Linked DNA regions of Pan troglodytes: region 2 is linked to region 1. A link is a contact called in public Hi-C data. All regions are on one chromosome and are shown on one strand. Each heading gives the region's core, a stretch centred on a gene start, on an enhancer-like site or on the middle of the called end of the contact. The rest is flanking DNA. Distances are from core to core; before and after follow the strand shown. Region 1 holds the start of NME4 (NME/NM23 nucleoside diphosphate kinase 4). Region 2 holds the start of RHOT2 (ras homolog family member T2).

What was found. A called contact is a pair of places that touch in the nucleus more often than the background predicts.
Region 2: a Hi-C map of stem cell-derived neural progenitor cells shows a contact between it and region 1, with 4 times the contacts expected there. The contact joins the promoter of RHOT2 here to the promoter of NME4 in region 1. A contact is called at or near these places in 2 of 7 Hi-C or Micro-C datasets (induced pluripotent stem cells and stem cell-derived neural progenitor cells).

What each region holds. Positions count from the first base shown.
Region 1 is chr18:2,742,954-2,749,827 of NHGRI_mPanTro3-v2.0_pri, forward strand. NME4 (NME/NM23 nucleoside diphosphate kinase 4) reads left to right here and starts at 4,489. Exons shown (of 5, transcript XM_063796375.1): 1 at 4,489-4,838; 2 at 6,719-6,852. The coding sequence starts at 6,838.
Region 2 is chr18:3,025,015-3,031,046 of NHGRI_mPanTro3-v2.0_pri, forward strand. RHOT2 (ras homolog family member T2) reads left to right here and starts at 2,746. Exons shown (of 19, transcript XM_024349633.3): 1 at 2,746-2,946; 2 at 3,063-3,121; 3 at 3,198-3,279; 4 at 3,366-3,409; 5 at 4,267-4,320; 6 at 4,836-4,888; 7 at 4,963-5,071; 8 at 5,170-5,271; 9 at 5,389-5,487; 10 at 5,603-5,714; 11 at 5,797-5,917. The coding sequence starts at 2,910. WDR90 (WD repeat domain 90) reads left to right here. Exons shown (of 40, transcript XM_063796380.1): 34 at 389-511; 35 at 660-834; 36 at 930-1,060; 37 at 1,165-1,308; 38 at 1,383-1,502; 39 at 1,615-1,699; 40 at 2,142-2,540. The coding sequence ends at 2,299.

The DNA.
Region 1 (6,874 bases), core at 3,239-5,738:
GTTACCCCAAGGCTTGACTAAGGGGGGATGTGCTTGTTTTTTTTTTCCAGACAGGGTCTCGCCCTGTTGCCCAGCCTGGAGTGCAGTTGAACAGTCTCAGCTCACTGTTCCCTCTGCTTCCCAAGTTCAAGCGATTCTAGTGCCTCAGCCTCCCGAGTAGCTGGGACTACAGGCGTGTCACATCCCACCAGGCTAATTTTTGTATTTTTGGTAGAGACGGGGTTTCATCATGTTGGCTGGGCTGGTCTCAAACTCCTGACCTCAAGTGATCTGCCCACCTTGGCCTAGCTAGGTGCTGGGATTACAGGTGTGAGCCACTGCACCAGGCCCACTTTTTTTTTTTTTTTTTTTAAAGAGATGGGATCTCGCTCTGTTGTCCAGCCTGGAGTGCAGTGGCACAATCACCGCTCACTGCAGCCTCAACCTCCTGGGCTCCAGCAATCCTCCTGCCTCAGCCTCCTGCAGATTCACTTCTAAGCCCACCTATGTTGCTTCTGGCCAGAAACATCAGTTCCTTGTCATGGGGGCCTCCGCACAGGGCTGCTCACAACAGGGGAGCTGCTTCTCCCAGGAGGTGGCGGAGCAGCAGCAGCTGCAGTCTTTGGTGACCAGATTGTGAAAGTGACACTCCGTCTCTTTTGCTGTGTCAGAACTCAGTCACCAGGCACGGTCCACACTCAAGGGGTAGGCATTACACAAGGAAATGAACTGGGTTTTGCTTTTCTTGTTGAGTTACGAGAGTTCTTTTTTGTTTTGTTTTGAGACAGGGTCTCATTCTGTTGCCCAGGCTGAGTGCAGTGGTACGATCACAGCTCAATCCAGCCTGGACCTCTTGGGCTCAAGCAATCTTCCCACCTCAGCCTTCCCAGTAGCTGGAAATACAGGCGCGCACCAACACGCCCCGCTAATTTTTTATTTTTTTGTAGAGACAGGTTTCACTATGTTTCCCAGGCTGGTCTCAAACTCCTGGCCTCAAGTGATCCTCCAACCTCTGCCTCCCACAGTGCTAAGAGTACAGGTGTGAACCATCCCATCACGCCTGGCCAAGAGAGTTATTTATTTATTTATTTATTGAGACAGATTCTTGCTCTGTCTCCCAGCCTGCAGTGCCATAACACAATCTCAGCTCACAGCAACCTCCGCCTCCCAGGGTCAAGCAATTCTCCTGCCTCAGCCTCACAAGTAGCTCGGATTACAGGCACCTGCCACCAGGCCCGGCTAATTTTGTATTTTTAGTAGAGACAGGGTTTCTCCATGTTGGTCAGGCTGGTCTCAAACTCCCAACCTCAGGTGATCCACCCGCCTCAGCCTCCCAAAGTGCTGTGATGACAGGCATGAGCCACCTCGTCCGGCCCAGCATAATTTTTTTTTTCTTTTTTTAAGATGGAGTCTTGTTCTGTCACCCAGGCTGGAGTGCAAGGGCACGATCTCAGCTCACTGCAACCTCTGCCTCCCAGATTCAAGGGATTCTCCTGCCTCAGCCTCCCGAGTAGCTGGGATTACAGGTGCATGCCACCACACCCAGCTAATTTTTTGTATTTTTAGTATAGACAGGGTTTTGCCATGTTGGCCAGTCTGGTCTTGAACTACTGACCTCAGGCGATACACCCACCGCAGCTTCCTAAAGTGCTGGGATGACAGGCGCGAGCCACTGCGCCCAGTCTCAGCATGTTTTTAATGTGCAAAATAAAATACACGGAAATAAAAATATAAAAAACTATACTGAAATAAATTATCAAAATATTGTAGGCCAGGCCGGGCGCAGTGGCTCACACCTGTAATCCCAGCACTTTAGGAAGCTGCGGTGGGTGTATTGCCTGAGGTCAGGAGTTCGAGACCAGACTGGCCAACCTGGCGAAACCCTGTCTATACTAAGAATACAAAAAATTAGCTGGGTGTGGTGGCGAGCACCTGTAATCCCAGCTACTTGGGAGGCTGAGGCAGGAGAATTGCTTGAACCCAGGAGGTGGGGGTTGCAGTGAGCTGAGATCGTGCCCTTGCACTCCAGCCTAGGCAACAGAGTAAGACGATGTCTCATCAACAAACAAACAAAATATTTTAGGCAGCGGGGCGTGGTGGCTCACACCCGTAATCCCATCACTTTGGGAGGCCAAGGCGGGTTGATCACAAGGTCAAGAGATCGAGACCATCCTGGCCAACATGGTGAAACCCCATCTCTACTAAAAAACAAAAATTAGCCGGGTGTGGTGGCGCGTGCCTGTAATCTCAGCTACTCAGGAGGCTGAGGCAGGAGAATCGCTTGAATCGGGAGGCGGAGGTTGCAGTGAGCCAGGATTACACTACTGCACTCCAGCCTGGCAACAGAGTGAGACTCCATCTCAAAAACAAAAACAAAAAATATTTTAGGCCAAGTGCGGTGGCTCAGGCCTGTTTTCCTAGTTACTGGGGAGGCTGAGGCAGGAGGATCGCTTGAGGCTGGGAGGTGAAGGCTGCAGTGAGCTATGACTGCACCACTGCACTCCAGCCGAGGTGACAGAAGGAGACCCTGTTGCTAAAAAAACAAAAATAAAACATTAAAAAATGTACGATATAGTGGCCGGGTGCGGTGGCTCATGCCTGTAATCCCAGCACTTTGGGAGGCTGAGGCAGGCAGATCACAAGGTCAGGAGATCGAGACTATCCTGGCTAACATGGTGAAACCCCGTCTCTACTAAAAATACAAAAAAAAAAAAAAAAAAAATAGCCAGGCGTGGTGGCAGGCGCCTATAGTCCCAGCTGGAGGCTGAGGCAGGAGGATGGCGTGAACCCGGGAGGCGGAGCTTGCAGTGAGCCGAGATCGCGCCACTACACTCCAACCTGGGTGACAGAGTGAGACTTCGTCTCAAAAAAAAAACAAAGTACGCTATAGTAATATCTGCTTTTTCCTTTTTGCAATAGCTTTATTGGGATACAATTGACATACTATACACTTCACTCATATATTTTTTGTTTATTTACTATTTTTTTTTTCAAGAGACAGGGTCTTGCTATACTGCCCTGGCTAGTCTCAAACTCCTGGGCTTATGTGATCCTCCTGCCTCAGCTTCCCAAATTGTTGGGATAATAGGCCTGAGCAAGAGTCCAGCCTCTAAAAAGAAAGAAAGTCACTTCTTTATACCATAGTACTGCAAATTCTAGTCAGAGCAACTAGACAAGAAAATAAAATAAAAGGCATTCAGATTGGAAAGAAAGAACTGAAACCGTCTCTATTCCCATATGACATGATGTTTTTTCTTTTCTTATTTTTTTTTTTTTTTTTGAGACAGAGTCTTGCTCTGTTGCCCAGGCTGGAGTGCAGTGGCATGATCTCGGCTCATTGTGAGTTCCACCTCCTGGGTTCAAGCCATTCTTCTGCCTCAGCCTCCTGAGTAGCTGGGATTACAGGCATGCACCACCATGTCCAGCTAATTTTTGTATTTTTAGTAGAGACGGGGTTTCACCACGTTGACCAGGCTGGTCTTGAACTCCTGACCTCGTGATCCGCTCGCCTCGGCCTCCCAAAGTGCTGGGATTACAGACATGAGCCAGTGTGCCCCGCTCCATATGACACAATCTTATACAAAGAAATTCCCAAGGAATTAATTAAAAACTATTAGAACTAATAAATGCATTTGGAAGGCTTGCAGGATACAAGATTAATACACAAAGCTCAATTGTTGGCCAGGTATGGTGGCTCACGCCTGTAATCCCAGCCCTTTGGGAGGCCAAGGCGGGTGGATCACCTGAGGCCACGAGTTTGAGACCAGCCTGGCCAACATGGCGAAACCCCGTCTCTACTAAAAATAAAAAAAAACACCAGCCAGGTGTGGTGGCAAGCTCCTGTAATTCCATCTACTCGGGAGCCTGAGGCAGGAGAACTGCTTGAACCTGGGAGGCGGAGGCTGCAGTGAGCAGAGATATGCCATTATTGCACTCCAGCCTGGGCAACAAGAGCGACACTCTGTCTAAAAACAAACAAACCTCAATTATATGTTATACACTTGCAATGGACAATTTAAATAAGAAAACAATTCCATTCACAATAGCAGCAAAAAGAACAGGCATTTTCAAGACTCATTAAGTAAGTTCTAGCAGTGGGAGACCTAACCATTTCAAATAGTAGCATGCTGTGCTATCTACCCCAATATTACCGTACCTGTGAATTCTGTTGGTGACAAAGTCACAGGCCCTGCAACTATGAATGTGGCTTGTTCCTTATATCCGCAATTGAATGAATTAGACGAATGCAGTCACATCAGAGGCCATTTGAGAATAAAGGTCGGATTTTTCCCCATTCAAATTCACAGACCAGGCTCACATCTGTAATCCCAGCACCTTGGGAAGCCAAGGCAGGAGGATTTCTTGATCCCAGGAGTTTGAGACCAGCATGGGCAACATAGGGAGGCCCCATCTCTACAAAAAATTAAAATATTAGCTGGTTGTGGTGGCGCGGGTCTGTAGTCCCGCCTACTCGTCCTGGCCGCAGAGTCAGCGTCTCCGGAGCGCCTCCTTCTCCCGCCCTGGGGCTCACGTGGGAATTTCACCCTCCATTGGAGGGGGCTCAGACCAGGGCTTGTAGACCTCCTTTTGGTCCGTGAATTTATTTTTGAGACAGAGTCTTGCTCTATTGCTCAGGCTGGAGTGCAGCGGTGCAGTCACAGCTCACTGCAGCCTCAATCTCCTGGGCTCACGCGATCCTCCTGCCTCAGCCTCCCGAGTGGGCCTTCCTCCGTGGGAAAGCGTTAAAACGATAGTTAACGGTTGCGTCGGTGTAAAGACGAATGCAATTCGAGAAGGATTCATTATTATTTTGTTTTTTCTTCTGATTTTAACAGAAATTGGCGTTGAACATTTCCCCCGTGAGCGCCGGGCCACGGGGGTCCGGGGCGGCGGGGGGCTGCGGGCAGCGTCGGCGCGGGGGCTCCCGGGCGGGCGGGGGCGGGTCTCGGGCTGGCACCGCCCTCCGCGCCCGCTCCTCGCGCTCACAGCGGCCCGCGGGCCGGGCGTCATGGGCGGCCTCTTCTGGCGCTCCGCGCTGCGGGGGCTGCGCTGCGGCCCGCGGGCCCCGGGCCCGAGCCTGCTAGTGCGCCACAGCTCGGGTGAGTGGGGCCGCGCGCCCCGGCGGGGACGCGGGGGGAGGAAGGGGCGCGCGCCGCTCGGCCTTTGTCCGCGCACGTGCGGGCTGGGGTCCGACTCCCCCAGAGGCCTCGGGGCGCGGGCTGCGGGGTCCGTCCGAGTTGGGGAAGGCGCCGGCTTGCACCGGCACGCCCCTCCAGTGCCCGTCCGGCTCTGCGGCTCCTTCTCGCCTCCCCAGGCCCCAGGCTGCAGGCGCCCGGCGAGTTGGCAGCCTGGGCGGGTCCGGGGCGACCGAGGGCCCGGGAGCGCAAGGAAGGCAGAGGCCGGCTGCAGCACTGGGCGGTGAGGGGTCTCCCGGCCGGGGTGGGGGTGGGGGTGTGGGGGGGTGAGGGAGTCGGGGGGTGGGGGGGTGGTGGGGAGCCGCTCCGCTGGGGCGTTCGCTGAAGGCCAAGTTAGGCCAGAATCTGACTGGGACGTCAGGCCCCAAGTCCCCGGCCCCGCCGCTGCCCGGCCCCCCCAGCTGCCACCTCACAGGACGATCCATGTCCCAGGGCTCCCTCCATCGGCTCTGAAAAGTGAGCCGCCGCCTGCAATGCCCGCACCAGCCGCAGCAGAGCCCCAGGCTACACAAGGCGCCCTGCAAACTGGGTTTTGGGGGAACAAACCAACCAGGGGGGTCTTCCTCCCGTGGGCTTCAGCCGCCTGCTGGGGTTAACTTTTCCTCCTGGCCTGGCGGAGCCCCTTTGGCTCTGTCCAGATTCTGTGGGACATACAGGGTCTGGGCTCCTCTGGAAACCAGGGACCCGATGCCGGAGGGTAGCTCGGCTCTGGAGCAGCCTGGGACTGTAGGAAGGTGCGGACGTCTTCTGTTTCCCTGGCAGCGTCCCCTCCAGAGGAGGACGGCTGGGGCGGAGCTCAGCGCTGACCCTGGGTCTGGAAGCGACAGGCCTTGAAACTCCACAGCAGCACAGGCCCCGTCTCCTGGCTCGGACAGAACCCTGCTACCTTCCCTCTTCAATCTTCAGGCCCCTTTTGTCCGTGTTTCCAGGGCTCACCTGGTGGGGAAAGCGTGTTTCTCCCTGGTTCCCTGCCACTCATTCACCTCAGACACAGGGTGGGCTCTGGGTTCTTCCTCATGTGGAAAGTCGGGGCTTCAGACCATGTCTGTCGTCATCCAGAAGGGCTGGAGTCAAAAGTGAGGCTGGAGTTTTGCAGGATCTCCAGACTTCCCTGTGGCCACTGAGCTGGGCTGTGCCTCTGTGGACCTCAGGGTGGTCGCTGAGCTGGGCTGTCCCTCCCTGGACCTTGAGGTGGTCCCTGAGCTGGGCTCTGCCTCTATGGACCTTGCGGTGGTGGTCCCTGAGCTGGGCAGTGCCTCCCTGAACCTCGGGGCGATCTCAGGCAGCCTCTGCCTCTGCTGGGAGGAGCCATGGCCCCTGGGAGAGGCTAGAAGCCCTGGGGACACATTGCCTTGGGTGTCCCTGACAGGGACTATCATGGGGGTGTTTCTGGCTGTGGGCACCATCCCTGTCCCTTCCACAGTGCCCTGCATAGAGGCAGACACCCTGAAGCCTGGTGACCCCTGGGCTCTGGCTGGGAAACCCGGGTCGTGGGGACGTGAAAGCATGAGGTGGCAGTGCCTCTGACCTCTTGCCTTTTGAAGGAGGGCCCTCCTGGACCCGGGAGCGGACCCTGGTGGCGGTGAAGCCCGATGGCGTGCAACGGCGGCTCGTTGGGGACGTGATCCAGCGCTTTGAGAGGCGGGGCTTCACGCTGGTGGGGATGAAGATGCTGCAGGTAGTGGGGCTCTGGGCTTGTG
Region 2 (6,032 bases), core at 1,496-3,995, 280 kb after region 1:
GTCTGCATTTCCCCCCAATCGGCGTGCAGCGGTTTTGGGAGGAGGAATGCGACTGCATGGCGTGCTCGCTGCAACCTCAGTCTGTAGCCTGCTAGGGACGCACGGCCACGCTCCTGTCTTGGAGGTGCTGTCAGAACAGCTTTCTCCTCGGTATCCCGCCGGGTTTGACTGGCTGGTGGGCTTGCTTTGGTTTGGACTCACCCAGATCTAGTGCAGGGACACACACGGGGGCCGGCACTGCTCCTTTCCGCCATGTGGAGTTGGCCGGGGCCAGAGGCACATGCTCTGGTTTGGACAGCCCGGCCCTGGGGGCTGGAATAGGAAATGCCTGCGTCCCTTTACCCTGCCCAGGGGCCAACACCCCCAGCCTAGCTACGGCTTCCCCCAGGTGAACGAGGTGGTCTTCAGCCCCGGGGAGTCCCACTGCGCCACATGCAGTGAGGATGGGAGTGTGCGGGTGTGGGCCTTGGCCAGCATGGAGCTTGTGATCCAGTTCCAGGTGCTGAACCAGGTGTGTGGGGAGTGCCCGGGCCGGGGGCAGGATGGGGGCCTGCTCGGTGGGGGGCCTGGCATGGGCGGGGCCGCCTCCTCCCTCTGGCCTGGGTGTGTGTCCCCAGGGCCCCTGTGAGTGCTGAAGTTTCCCCACTGTGGGTCCCCAGAGCTGCCTCTGCCTGGCATGGAGCCCCCCGTGCTGTGGCCGCCCTGAGCAGCAGCGGCTAGCGGCTGGCTACGGTGACGGCTCCCTGCGCATCTTCAGCATCTCCCGCACGGCCATGGAGCTCAAGATGCACCCCCACCCGGTGGCGCTGACCAGTGTTGCCTTCTCCACTGACGGTGAGGAGTTGGGTGTGTGGGGGATGGTGCCGTCCTGACCTGGCCCAGGTCCAGTCTCCGGGCTGGGGGCTCACAGGGTGACGGCATGGTCCCAGGTCAGACTGTCCTCTCTGGAGACAAGGATGGGCTCGTGGCTGTGAGCCACCCCCGCACAGGGACAACCTTCCGTGTGCTGAGTGACCACCAGGGCGCCCCAATCTCTACCATCTGTGTCACGTGCAAAGAGGTAAAGCAGCCCCAAGAGCTGGGGAGAGGGGGCCTGGGTGCTGGTGGGGGCAGGCACCATCTTGGCAGAAGGCACCTATCGGCCCTCACCTACTCCATTCCCAGTGTGAAGACTTAGGGGTGGAGGGCACAGACCTATGGCTGGCTGCCAGTGGGGACCAGCGGGTCAGCGTCTGGGCCTCCGACTGGCTGCGGAACCGCTGTGAGCTTGTGGACTGGTTGAGTTTCCCAATGCCTGCCACCACGGAGGTAAACCATGCTCCTGGCACTGTGGGTGGGGCCGGTACCCATCCACCCCACCGCAGCATGCTGCGCCTTTGCAGACTCAGGGCCACCTGCCACCCTCCCTCGCTGCCTTCTGCCCTTGGGATGGGGCGCTCCTGATGTACGTGGGCCCCGGTGTTTACAAGGAGGTGATCATCTACAACCTCTGCCAGAAGCAGGTACACGCAGTTGCCCGCGTGTCACTGGGAGCCCCAGGGATCCAGGGTGGTGGGTGGGGCCTGGCTGAGCCCTGAGCCCACAGGCCTGGAGCCTCACGCTGGCTGCTCACAGGTGGTGGAGAAGATACCACTGCCCTTTTTTGCCATGTCCCTGAGCCTGTCCCCCGGGACCCACCTCCTGGCTGTTGGCTTTGCTGGTGAGTGCTGGTGGATGCAGTTTGGGCCTGTCTTAGGTGGGGGCCAAGTGGGCTGACTGGTGCCCTGCTCCAAGACAGGTGCCTCACCTGTGCCCCGAGCTCCTCGTCTCTGGGGTGGGGTGAGGACATCTGCCCTAGAGAGGGTCCTGGGGTCAGGAGATGATGAGGCAGGTGAGGAACCAGGCACAGCGCCCAGCACAGGGCCTGAATGCACGCGTGGCAGCGACTTTTAAGGAGGGAACTGGCCCAGCTGCAGGCCGACAGCCTGGCAGTGATGGACCCCCTAGTCCCAGTGGCACATGGAGGGCACAGCCAGGAGCCCTTTTAGCACCAGCTCCCCCGACCAGCATCATGCCCAGTGGGGACAGTCTGGGTGGGTTGGGGGAGCCCTCTGAGTGCTGCCTGGCCCTGGCCCTGGCCCACCTGCACTGTCTACCCACAGAGTGCATGCTGAGGCTGGTAGACTGTGCCATGGGGACTGCCCAAGACTTTGCCGGCCACGACAATGCAGTGCACCTGTGCAGGTTTACACCGTCCGCCAGGCTGCTCTTCACGGCCGCCCGCAACGAGATCCTTGTGTGGGAGGTCCCCGGCCGCTGAGATGCAGCAGGGACTGTGGTGGTGGGCATCACGCCTGGTCATGCCAGGCACCTGGACAGAGGCTTGGCAGAGGCGCCAGGTTGTCAATGGCCTCATGCTGGGACAGGCCAGGATTCATGTAAATCGCCTGGAGCAAGCTGTTGTAAATTTGGCGACCTGTAAATACTTTCATACCTGTTGCCCTTTTGCCTAAGAAATCTTTAATGTTTCTATCTTGTAATAAACATGGGCATTTATTGCATTATTGCTGCATTGTTGCACTGGCTGTCTCTGGTCACTCCTGGCCTGAGCTCAGCCTCTGCCCGTCTCTTAATCGGCTGTTTGTCAAGGCCCCTGTCGTGCCGTGAAGCAATGGCCGGTCGGCCTGCCAGGGCGCCAGGAGCCTGCGCTGCCCGCCGTGGCCGGCGCGTCCACACGGTGGCGCGCCGCACAGCCTGTCCGCTCTGGCCCGCCCGGCTCGCTGGTGCGACTGTGCGGGCGGGGCCGGAAGTGTGGGGACAGCGCGGGGCCGAGAACCGGAAGTGCGGGGCGGGCGCGGGGGCAGAGCGAAAGGCTTGAGGACCAGGTCGGGGCCGGGTTCCGAGTCGGGGAGCGGCTCCGGGCGGCAGCTATGAGGCGGGACGTGCGCATCCTGTTACTGGGCGAGGGTAGGCGCCGGCCCGGGGGTCTCGGAGCTGCGGCGGCCGTGACGCGGGGTGAGGGTCTCGGGGGTCGGGGGGCGCCGTGACCTTGGCCCTCGCGCTGACCGCCTCGCCCCGCGCAGCCCAGGTGGGGAAGACGTCGCTGATCCTGTCCCTGGTGGGCGAGGAGTTCCCCGAGGAGGTAAGGGGCACGCCCGCCGCGGGGGTGGGAGCGGGCCCAGCCGGGGGTCCCTGGTGAGCGCGCGGGTCCCTTGCAGGTCCCTCCCCGCGCGGAGGAGATCACGATCCCCGCGGACGTCACCCCGGAGAAGGTGCCCACCCACATCGTGGACTACTCAGGTAGCGGCCGTAGCCTCCCGGGGGCCCGGCCCGCAGCGGTCCGGCGGGCCTGCTGGGTCCGCAGTGGAGTCTCTTTGTCCCCCTAGAAGCCGAGCAGACGGACGAGGAGCTGCGGGAGGAGATCCACAAGGTACCCGTGGTGCGCGGGACGAGGGAGGGGCTGGGCGCGGGCTCGGCCTAATCCGCTTCGCAGGCTGGGGGATTGGACCGAGGTGCTCAGGGTGTCCTTGGCCCTGATAATTCTGTGACCTCCGCACTGAGGGTTGTTGGGGCCCCTACAGCGCACGCACCCCGCTGGGAGCCGGCACCGCTCAGTCCATTAGTGCTCCAGGGATAACAGGACCCTTCCCCGCAGGCTCTCCCTCCCTCCTGCCGGGGTGGCAGCAGCGTTTACTCTTCCTGTGGGCTCTGTGTGCGCCACGTCCCCGTGCTGTGTGCTCCAGCCCACCGTCCCGGCCTCCGGGCACCCGGAGCTCCCAGTACCAGAGCACGTGTGCCGGGGACATCTCCAGGCAAGGGCACAGGCCACAGCCACCCAGGGCAGCCCCTGCTGTTGGCACCCCTTACTGCGGTCCTGTCACTCTGTCTGTAGCCAGGGGGGAGGCAGGGGCCAAGGCGGCGGCAGTCTTACAGGGTGTTGGGTTGCAGGTGTGGCTGTGTCTGTCCCGAGCTCTCTGCTCTAAGGGTTTTGCCGACCACAGTTACGCTTCTGGGGCCTGGTGTCCCTGCACTGGCAGTGGGCGGGGAAGAGGCTTCTCTGAGGGTTCAGCAGCAGCTCCCAGTGTGACACTGGGGAGTGCCTGCTCTGCCAACACCAGGCTGGAGGCAGGTTTTAGGGAAGGCTGGGCTTTCCCGGCCTCAGAGCTGCACCCATGCTACCTGTGAGCTTCTGGGGCCTCCTGGAGCCTCGAGATGGCGTGGAACGGCCAGGGTCGTCGGTGGTGAGCCAGCAGCCCTGTCACCCACACCTCATCACTGTTCCCTTAGGCAAACGTGGTGTGTGTGGTGTATGACGTCTCTGAGGAGGCCACCATTGAGAAGGTGAGCCCTCAGTGCAGACCCCAACAGCAGAGACACAGTGGCCGGTGGTGGCCCAGGTGGACCCTCACCCAACCCGTGGCCAGTGCCATCGCTCACAGCATTTTGGGGAGCCTGACGTGGAGTCGCCTGACGTGGAGTCACCCAGCCCTCTCCTGTGATCCCACTTCCCCTGAGAGGGTCTGGGACGTCCCGCAGTCTGAGCCATTTAGGCCGGCAGCCCTCTTTCTTCCCCAGTTTCCAAACCCCCGGGGGGGACCCGCAGAGGGCCTGCGTTGGGGGCGGCCCTAGGCTTGGGCCCCAGTGACTTGGGGGTGTTTGGGAGCCATTGGGGTCAGACCGATGAGGCTGCACCTGCTGCCTGCCTTCTCCCACCAGCTTTGTTCCTGTGGCCGGGACTTGGGCCCTCAGTGGGCCTTGACCTCCCCCTTCTGCTCTCCCCCAGCCAGGCTCGTGCTCCAGCTGGGAGCCATGTGCCCGCGGGCAGCCTCACTTCACAGCCAGGCTTTGCTTTTCAGATTCGAACTAAGTGGATCCCACTGGTGAATGGGGGGACCACGCGGGGGCCCAGGTAATGAGGGGGATGTGGAAGGGGCTGGGACTCCTGGCTCCCCTGCCCCTGGTGACCATGGGCCTTCAACCCAGGGTGCCCATCATCCTAGTGGGCAACAAGTCAGACCTGCGGTCGGGGAGCTCCATGGAGGCCGTGCTCCCCATCATGAGCCAGTTTCCCGAGATTGAGACCTGCGTGGAGGTGAGTAGGTCCCAGGCAGGGCCGCCTCCTTCATTCCTTGTGTCCTCAGTCGGTGCCCTCCTCGGGACACTTCCCTGAGGCTGTTCCCACTTTCCCAGTGTTCGGCCAAGAACCTGAGGAACATCTCAGAGCTGTTCTACTACGCCCAGAAGGCCGTCCTGCATCCCACAGCCCCCCTCTATGACCCTGAGGCCAAGCAGGTGAGCATCGGCTGGGGCCCCGCACGCTGGTTCCCCAGGGGCCCAGGGGGTGCTGGGTGGGGCGGTGTGGTGGGTCGGCGTGGGTCACCTGAGGGTGCTGAGCCAACATCCCCACAGTTGAGGCCCGCGTGCGCCCAGGCGCTGACGCGCATCTTCAGGCTCTCAGATCAGGACCTGGACCAGGCGCTCAGTGACGAAGAGCTCAACGCTTTCCAGGTGTGCCCCCGCCCCACCCTCGGTGCCCAGCCCCCTTGAACCTCCGCTGCCGTTAGTGACTGGAACGGGCCGTCTCCGGGTGGCTGGCTGACTCCCAACAACGTTCTCTCGGAAGCAGAAATCCTGCTTTGGGCACCCCCTGGCCCCGCAGGCCCTGGAGGACGTGAAGACGGTGGTGTGCAGGAACGTGGCGGGCGGCGTGCGGGAGGACCGGCTGACCCTGGATGGTGAGGCCGGGTGCCCGCCTGTGCCTGGGGAGTGTGGGGAGGGGGCTGTGCCTGGTGCTCCCCCTGCTCTGTCTCGGTGCAGGTTTCCTCTTCCTGAACACGCTCTTCATCCAGCGCGGCCGGCACGAGACCACCTGGACCATCCTGCGGCGCTTCGGCTACAGCGACGCCCTGGAGCTGACTGCGGACTATCTCTCCCCTCCGTGAGTGATGCCGGGGCTTGAGGCCTGCCCTCCCCGAGGGTCAGCGAAGGTCTCGCTCAGCAGGCCGTCTGGGGTCGTGCCCTTGCCTGGCTGTGCCCTGAACCCCTCAGCATCC